Regions from separate parts of the Sus scrofa genome. Here region 2 is linked to region 1. A link is a contact called in public promoter capture Hi-C data. All regions are on one chromosome and are shown on one strand. Each heading gives the region's core, a stretch centred on a gene start, on an enhancer-like site or on the middle of the called end of the contact. The rest is flanking DNA. Distances are from core to core; before and after follow the strand shown.

The links. Promoter capture Hi-C pulls out the DNA fragments that hold promoters and counts their contacts.
Region 2: a promoter capture Hi-C map of liver shows a contact between it and region 1, with 2.1 times the contacts expected there. The contact joins the enhancer-like site here to the promoter of UBAP2 in region 1. A contact is called at or near these places in 1 of 5 promoter capture datasets (liver), 4 of 47 Hi-C or Micro-C datasets (embryonic fibroblasts, liver and skeletal muscle) and 2 of 2 datasets of contacts at active chromatin or transcription factors (alveolar macrophages and skeletal muscle).

Annotation. Positions count from the first base shown.
Region 1 is chr10:32,753,499-32,757,575 of Sscrofa11.1, forward strand. UBAP2 (ubiquitin-associated protein 2) reads left to right here and starts at 2,209. Exons shown (of 28, transcript XM_021064693.1): 1 at 2,209-2,624.
Region 2 is chr10:32,849,987-32,854,569 of Sscrofa11.1, forward strand. UBAP2 (ubiquitin-associated protein 2) reads left to right here. Exons shown (of 28, transcript XM_021064693.1): 9 at 898-950. Among named protein-coding and RNA genes, the nearest start is that of UBAP2, 97 kb to the left of the region's middle. Within about 2 kb of position 1,320, at least 4 of the 83 cell types and tissues checked have an H3K27ac peak or open chromatin away from gene starts, as enhancers often do. A contact at or near this core is called in liver, where this site is marked.

The DNA.
Region 1 (4,077 bases), core at 959-3,458:
TCTTAGGTAGGACATGTTCCTTGATAAATGATAATTTGGTGAAACCGCCCAGGGCAATATGCTTGGCATAGAAAGACAGACGTTTTAAAATATAAGAGGAAACTGAGGCCTGGAGAGGTAACATAGCTTGTATAAACCAACACATAGTCTTAAACACCAGTACTTTCTCCACGTAGAATTTTTATTATTTTTTTTTTCTTTTTAGGGCAGCACCTGCAGCATATGGAGGTTTCCAGGCTAGGCGTCCAATCAGAGCTACAGCTGCCAGCCTACGCCACAGCCACAGCAATGCCAGATCTGAGCCCCATCTGCGACCTACACCACAGCTCATGGCAACACCAGATCCTTAACCCACTAAGCGAGGCCAGGGATAGAGCCTGCAACCTTATGGTTCCTAGTTGGATTGTTTACCCTGTGCCACGATGGGAACTCCTCCATGCAGATAGTTAACTTATAGACTATAGTTTCTTTTCACTGCGCCCTCAATCACAAACCCTCTTTCCCACTTCTCAAAAACAGCTGTTAGCAGGTTCGTATAGATCCTTTGGAAGTGTTTTCTTGTGCTCTTTCCATTATGTCTGTGCCTCTCAAAGGATGGTTTTTATCTTTGACTCTCCCACACATTTCTTTTTTTCTTTTTTTGGTCTTTCTTTTTAGGGCTGCACCCACGGCATATGGAGGTTCTCAGGCTAGGGGTCTAATTGGACCTGTAGCCACAGCAACACCAGATCCGAACCGCATCCTCGACCTACACCACAGCTCATGGCAATGCCGGATTTTTAGGCCACTGAATGAGGCCGGAGATTGAACCCGAAACGTCGTGGTTCCCAGTCAGATTCGTTTCTGCTGTGCCAAGATGGGAACTCCTCTCCCACACATTTCTATACAGCAGAAATACAAAAAGAAGGAAGACTAAACTGACTATATACAACGCTAGCTCACTGTAAAAAGAGAGATAAGATACATCTACACATGAATGGTCATGATAATAAGTTCTATTTGTTAAAGGCACAGCCTGAGCATTCTTGATCAATTCAGATGAAAAACAAAGTTTTCCCTTGAACTGAGCAGGCTATTAAGGATTCAAGTGTTTTGCATCAAGTACTTTAACCTACAAGTCTATTAGTACCTGGCAAGTTAGTAACTCGTAGAGTGCCCCATACAAAGATCAGTATGTGCTAATTCCCTTTTCATCTTGGACCTATGGTGCCCAAGGATACATGCAGGGTGTGAAAATAATCGCTAATATTTATTGAGGGTTTATTCTGTGCCAATCTGGTATTTTACATAATCTTATTTCACAACCTGGTGAAGCGGTGTTATCACAAAGGAAAGCTCAAATCGAGGTAAGGCCTGCTGGATTCCAAAGTCCTTAGATACTGCCTTTGAGGGTCAACCGTCCAGTAATTGAGAACATACTCTAAAATACTCTGCTACAATTATAAACCATTAGCTCCTTCTTTATGCTTAACAGGTGAGGTCATTTTGAGAGGCAGGTTATTCATTATTAGGAGACAGATAATCTGGTTTGGGTCTCCTCAGCCAGTTAACAACTGAACCTCCCTGATCCTTTCTCTTTGCTTAAAACCGGGACAATCCCAGCCTCAAAGGGTTGACTTTACGACTTAATAAAACTGGTTGTATAAACGGCTGACGAGTAGGCTTTCTAGAAATGTTAGTCTTTTCACGCATAAGGGGCTTGGGACTGCATAATTTGAGCCCACGTTTCGTAGGACGTAAGCCTCGGGGCCTTCCCACTCCGGTGGAGGTTCCCTGGGAAGCCAGCTGGGTGCAACGGATATCTCCGCGAGCCGTTGGTGTTTTCCCGCGCAGGGGGGCGGGGCAGAGCGCCGGCTCGGGAAGGTGGTAGCCGAACCCCACCTCCCACGGCGACTACATCTCCCAGCAGGAATCATGCTCAGCTGCCTAGCAGGGGCCGCTCACTAGCATTAGTCTCAGATGCCTGCCCTGTCCGCTTTCCGTCTCGGCCTTCCCTCGGTCCGAAGTCACAGCCGCACCATCCATGAAGCCACGAGGGAAAGGATGTGGTGGTAGATGGCTTTGCTGTGCAGCAAGTTGAGAATCGTAGTGCCCTGGCGCAACGCTTGGCAGGCTAGGGTCTTCTTGAGTGGTTGGACCACTTCACGTGATGAGAGGAAGGCGGCCGCAAGGCAGCGACCTGTGGTGCCTTGTGAGGTCATCACAGCGCGACAACGAGCTGCACTTGTGGGCTTCCTGGAGGCGGGAGCTAGCACGTCCCTAACAACTCCGAGTACGAGAAACTGCGTAAACTCGCCCTTGTTGGCTCCATCTGCGTGCCTCCCCCTGCCTCAACCATGCTGGCCCAGTCTGGAGGGCATGACGGGGGGTTGGTTAGTGAGAGCGACGCGCTCTGTGGGCGGGTTGATGACGAGCCGCGGGCGAGCGACTTGTAGTGGCTCCTCCTTCGCCCATGACGTAGAGGTCACGTGACGGGCCGAGCAGCCTCTGCCGCCGCCGCCGCTTTGTAAGAGGCACATTGGCAGGTAACGAGCGGCGGCGGCGGCGGCGGCAGCGGCAGCGGCAAGCGGCAGCGGCAGCGGCAGCAGCAGCAGCGGGTCCCGAGTCCAGCGAGAGCAGCAGCGGTAATTGGCACCTTCTCTCACCTTCCCCGGTCCAGGTCCCTGAGCTCTGCAGCTTGCGCCCGGTAGTCCTGGCTTCTGTTCTTCTTTTCTCCAACCTTCTTCATAGTGCCCCAGCGCCCACCCGTGAAAGCGGGCCGAGCTTCCCTCGCTGGTTTCACGCGTCCTCAGTTTGCCCAGGCCTGGTGCAGTCCTTCCTCTCTCCCGCGGGTTGTCCGGGGCTCCTTCCTGCCTACCCCAACGCTTGTCGTCCCGGCCCCACCCAGCCCCAGGGGGCGCCTTCCCCTCCCCCCGGTCGGGTTTCTGCCCTGGAGGGTGTGGTTTTCTCTCCCACCGTTGTCCCTCCCTTGCCTGTCCGCTGGAGCTCCCGCGCCACGCTGTCGCCGACCGACCACTTTTCCGTTTTCATGCCTGTCGCTAGACCTGGGACTAGATATTTCAGAGCCTTACTTCTGCGCTCTCTCGCCTTTCCCGGCTACCCAGAGGCTAGTGCAGTTCCACTTCTCCTCTTCATTCGGGAAGGTTTTGGTGTCAGACACTTAGGACTCAGTTTTCCTCCACGTTCCCAGTTCCTGTAGTCTGGCCGTGTCACAGTTGTTCTTTAGTGTAGGTTTGCAAGAGCTTTGTAAACTAAAGCACTCTTAGAATACTATTCAAAATGTTACTCTTCCATTGGTGCATTGCATCTCAGTTTTCTTTGCCGCTGAATCACTTTTCACTTGGCTTTCCACTTTTCCCCCAGGGTTTTCAGTCTAATTAGTTGTCCTCGCACCTCACGTGCCACCACTGTTCTCACCACTCTGGTCTCATCCTTGTTCTCTCTGGGAGTTGATTGCGTGATTCCATCATCATTCCTGTTATTTCCTGTTTGACATAATCCGGTAGTTTACTTCCACCTCTGTTGGATATTGTTTCTACTTGTATCCAAGATGTCTCTACTAGTATTTAGGCTTACTTTCTTCAGCTCTTGTGCGTCTGAATAATTGAGAGTTTTGAAGGTCTCCATAAGGTGTCCAGAGATCATCTTTTATCTGATAAAGGGCATACAATTCATTTTTTGGGTGAATGTAATTTTATATTTTCGCTTCGATTATGATAGTACTTTTAAGACCAAGGGATATGTGAGTAGTCTAATCCTCGCTTTTCACCAGAAATTGTGCATTCTTAATTTTTAGTGTCAGTTTGTCTAATGGAAGTGGAAGGAAGGTGAATATTAATACTTAAGCTCTCCTACAGAGGGGATTGGGTGACTCTCTTGGGGTGGTGTCTGTCTCAGGAAGGGATAAATTCCACTCTCTGGAGATGTTATGGTCTTCCAGTGCACCCGAATCTCTAACCTGCCTGTAGAGCCCCTAAGTTAGGGCTATCCTCCCATTGCTCTGAAGCCTTGTCTTACCATAGGGCAGACGTGATTAGTTTCCGCCACACTACTCTTGGGCTTGCTTCCAGTGTGTTC
Region 2 (4,583 bases), core at 70-2,569, 96 kb after region 1:
GTATCATCGTGTGCTTCCTTTTAAAGCTATTTCATCTGGGTATGAATTTGCATTTTTTAAAGCATGTAATTGTTTTGTATAGATGATTGTTCTGTAAGAACTGTTTGAGCACATCCTCTGTACCTGCTCATCAGGAGTTACAACAGACTTCATATGAATAGGACTAATACTCAGCTTTCCTAGAGATCTATTAGGAAACCATACAGTGGAGTAAATATAAAAAGGGTGTTTCTCTAGATTTGATAATTCCATAATCCATCTGAAATTAGGGCCCAAAGCAGAGCTAGCTGCCTTATATTGAATTTTGTTCCCTTTTAAATGTTACATATCATAAGGACCTCATTATTGAATGTATTTATTTGTGCTGTACCATACTTTCATACTTTGGATATTATGTACATTGAAACAAAATCAATTTGAGACATTCCTTTTGAGTTTATGTGGATAGTACTTAGCCAAGCTGTGTTTGAAAACATGACTGAGGAGTTCCCGTTGTGGTGCAATGGAAAAAAATCCGACTAGTATCCATGAGGATGCAGGTTCAATTCCTGGCCTCAGTCAGTGGGTTAAGGATCTGGTGTTGGCATGAGCTGTGGTTTAGGTCACTGACATGGCTCAGATCCTGCATTGCTATGGCTGTGGTATAGGCCTGTAGTTACAGCTCTGATTCAACTCCTAGTCTGGGAGCCTCCATATGATGTGCGTGTGGCCCTACAAGCAAAGAAAGAAAGAAAGAAAACATGACTTTCTTGAGGTAGATTATGAGCCTAACATTTCTTGAATTTTGAATTTATTGTTAATCAGTTATGTGATAGATCTTGTGTAGTACACAATGGAGAATCATTTGGAAAAGACAATATTTGACCATTGTGGTATAAACTGTGATGTTCTCAACAGGAGCCTGGAAGAATTCTGTGGAAGAGTGGACGACAGAAGACTGGACTGAAGATGTAAGTGTCAGCATCAGATCTGACCCATCTTGCTCTTGGATTCTGGTAGGGACAGGGATACTTTGCTGGAAACCCCGGCACACTTTCTGGCTCTTTTTGGCTCCCTTTCAGATGTCTGTGATTACCACGTTTTTTTAAAGCAGATGCTTCTCAGAAGGAAGTTGATGTTTTGAGATTTTTGAGAAACTTGGTTTCAAAGCATACATTTAAAGGTGACTGAGTGTTAAATAGGAATGACATCATTTTTTGGCTTATCATCGTTGTTTTCTTTGGCCTGATAACCAACTGATGTTATTACCCTGGCCTGTGAACGATTAATCTTTAAAACCTTTTCTTTTTTTGGCCGTGCCTGTGGCATGTGGAAGTTCCCAGGCCAGGAATCAAACCCATGCCAAAGCAGTGACTCTGCCTGCTGCAGTGACCACACCAGATCCTTAACCCACTGCACCGCAAGAGAACCTCTATAACTTCTTTTTTTCCTTTTTCTTTTTAGGGCTGCACCCGCAGCATATGAAAGTTCCCAGGCTAGGGGTCAAATTGGAACTGCAGCTGTTGGCCTGCATCACAGCTATAGCAATGCCAGATCCTTAACCCACTGGATGGAGCCAGGGATCAAACCTGCATCCTCATGGATACTAGTCAGCTTTGTTTCTGCTGAGCCACAGTGGGAACTCCTTTACAACCCTTTTTTTCCCCCTCTTTTTAGGGCCGCACCTGAGGTATATGGAGGTTCCCATGCTAGGGGTTGAATCAGAGCTGTAGCCTCTGGCCTGTGCCACAGCCACAGCAACACTGGACCCGAGCTGTGTCTGCAACCTATAGCTCATGGCAACGCTGTATCCTGAACCCACTGAGCGAGGCCAGGGGTTGAACCTGCAACCTCATGGTTACTAGTTGGATTGGTTTCTGCTTGCCACAACGGGAACTACAACCAAATGCATTTTTCTTTCTTTCTTTCTTTCTTTCTTTTTTTTTTTTTTTTTTTGGTGGCTGTACCTGCAGCATATAGAAGTTCCTAGGCCAGAGATCAAACCTGTGCCACAGCAGTGACCCAAGCCCCTGCAGTGACAACACTAGATCCTTAACCCACTGAACCACTAGAGAACTCTCTAACCTTTTTATTAAAGGAGAGAGTCTGTGTTTGGGGTTCACAGTTGAAATGAACTCAAATAAATAATTCTGGTTCTAGGCTCAACTGCTTCCATTTTCAACTATTCTGGCTCTTTTGTATTCATTTATTCCTCAGACATATTTGAGTGCACTACACTGGCTTCAGGATAGTGTTGCTCTCTAAGTTCACGGTTAGCATAAGATAACTCTGTTTACCTCTCAAGAGCCAGCACACAAGTATGACACATGTTCATGAGTTATAGCTGACATTAGGGGATGCTAATAAAGGGCTTACTGCCCTTGAGAATCACATAAAGTGCCCCAGACTTGAAGGTTTTATTTTTCTTTTTGAGATTATTCCACCTCCCTTCCCATTTTTGTACTTTTTTTTTTTTTTTAAACAAAACTGCACTTGTGCTTCCTTTCTTTTTAGCACTGTTTTATCTGACTTGTTAGGGACTGAGCTGGGTAGGGTGTGAGAAAGGAGGAGAAAGATATATGCACCTGATTGGAATTTTGGAGATGTAAGGTATATTTTCACTTTGGTCACACACTGTCCATAAGTCCTTGGGGAATGATGTCACTGGGCTGTCTGTTGCCTGTAGTCTGAGGAGACTGGGCTAAATGGTGGCTTTTAGAATTACTGGTGGGATGATAAAAAGTCAGAGTGAGCAGCCTTTGGCACTTTACCTTATTTCAGACAAAGCTGTTCTGTTTTTAAGTGTTTTGTGTTACTAGAGTTTTCGCTAAGAGTTTACTATAAAGGAAAAAAAAAAGCCTTCCAGAATTAAGAGTTTTAGATCTGCTTGCCTGTTGTCTGGTTCATCCTGCAGGTTAGAGAGTCAGCAGGCTATCAGAAGGCATATGCCCTGTATTTGAATTCTAGCTAGGTTGACCTTTTCGCCTTAGGTGAGGCATCTTTCTTTTCTGCGCCTCTCTAACTATCCTGCCTAACTGATGGAGTTATTCTGTGCCTCAGATGAGGTCTGTAATGTAAGTCAGCTAACAAGAGGTTCAAATGTACATGCATATAGGCAGTAATATTCTGTTTAGAGCATGTTGTCTCACAATATAATTACTAAAAAGAATTGGCATAAGGAATTTGGATACCTTTTCTCAGGAATTATCACAATTATTTAAAAGTCTTCTGGTATATATAAAGTGATGTTGATTAACAGGTGAGTACTCTAAAATGCAAATCCTAAACTCCTTCTAGAGCTTAGAAAGAGAAAACAATGCCATTTCTTGTATTCTACTGGGGTTTTATTGGAGTTCAATGACTAATATAATTCTCACTTAAACTTATTATTTTTAAGGCTTTAGATCTATTCTATTATTGCTTTTAATGGAATTACTCCTTAATTGCTTCTCTGTTTGTTTTATTTATTATTATTACTATTATTATTTTGTCTTTTTAGGGCCACACCTGTAGAATAATGGAGGTTTCCAGGCTTGGGGTTGAATTGGAGCTGTAGCTGCCGGCCTATACCATGGCCACAGTAACCGGGTCTGTGACCTACACCACATAGCTCAGGGCAACGTGGGATCCTTAAACCACATTGCGAGGCCAGGGTTGAACCTGTGTCCTTATGGATCCTAGTTAGATTCGTTTCCACTGAGCCACAATGGGAATTCCTCTCTGTCTTAATTTAACTTGTAACTCTGATTCAACCCCTAACCTGGGAATTTCCAAATGCTGGGGGTATGGCCATGAAAAGACAACCCCCCCCACCAAAAAAAAAAAACAGCTTAAGACAAACTTGGATTCCTTGTGACTCTACAGATAACTATCTTGGAATAGGGTGCGGCATAGCATAAGGCTTTCCTGTTGAAATAATATAGCCAATTCAGCACTTTTTGTTTTTATGGGAGATGAATACTTACTGTCTGCTCTGCCCCGCCTTAATAATAATGTCTGATGAAACCTGATTTTATACCAGGTTTCGGAGTTCTGAGACATTTAGCCTTGTTAAAAGTTACAGCAGTCTTTGAATAACATTGTTGTTAGTTTTTCACATAATGTCATTAGATCAACATTTGTCACTTCTCATTGTGGCTCAAGGGGATGGAGGTTCAGTCCCTAGCCCAGTGCAGTGCATTAAGGATCCAGCGTTGCCACAGTTGTGGTGTAGGTCATGGTGTGGATTCAGTCCCTGGCCCAGGAACTCTATATGCCATAGGGTGAACCCTCCCCCCCTTCCCCACGCCAAAAAAAATGACCCATGCTCCACTTTGAAAATAGAAAAAGAACCTACCTTTCAAAAGTGTCAGTTGAGGTTTCAAGAAATTTTATCTTGGAGTTCCTGATGGCTCAGCTAGTTAAGGACCTGGCATTGTCACTGGCTGGGGCTTGGGTTTGATCCCTGGCCTGGGAACTTGTACATGCTGTGGGTGTAGCTCCCCCAACAAAAAGAAAAAGGAAAAAGAAACTTTAGGAGTTCATTTGTGGTGCATTGGTTAAGGAGCTAGTGTTCTCACTGCGGTGGCTGCTATGGCACGGGTTTGCTCCCTGGCCTAGGAACT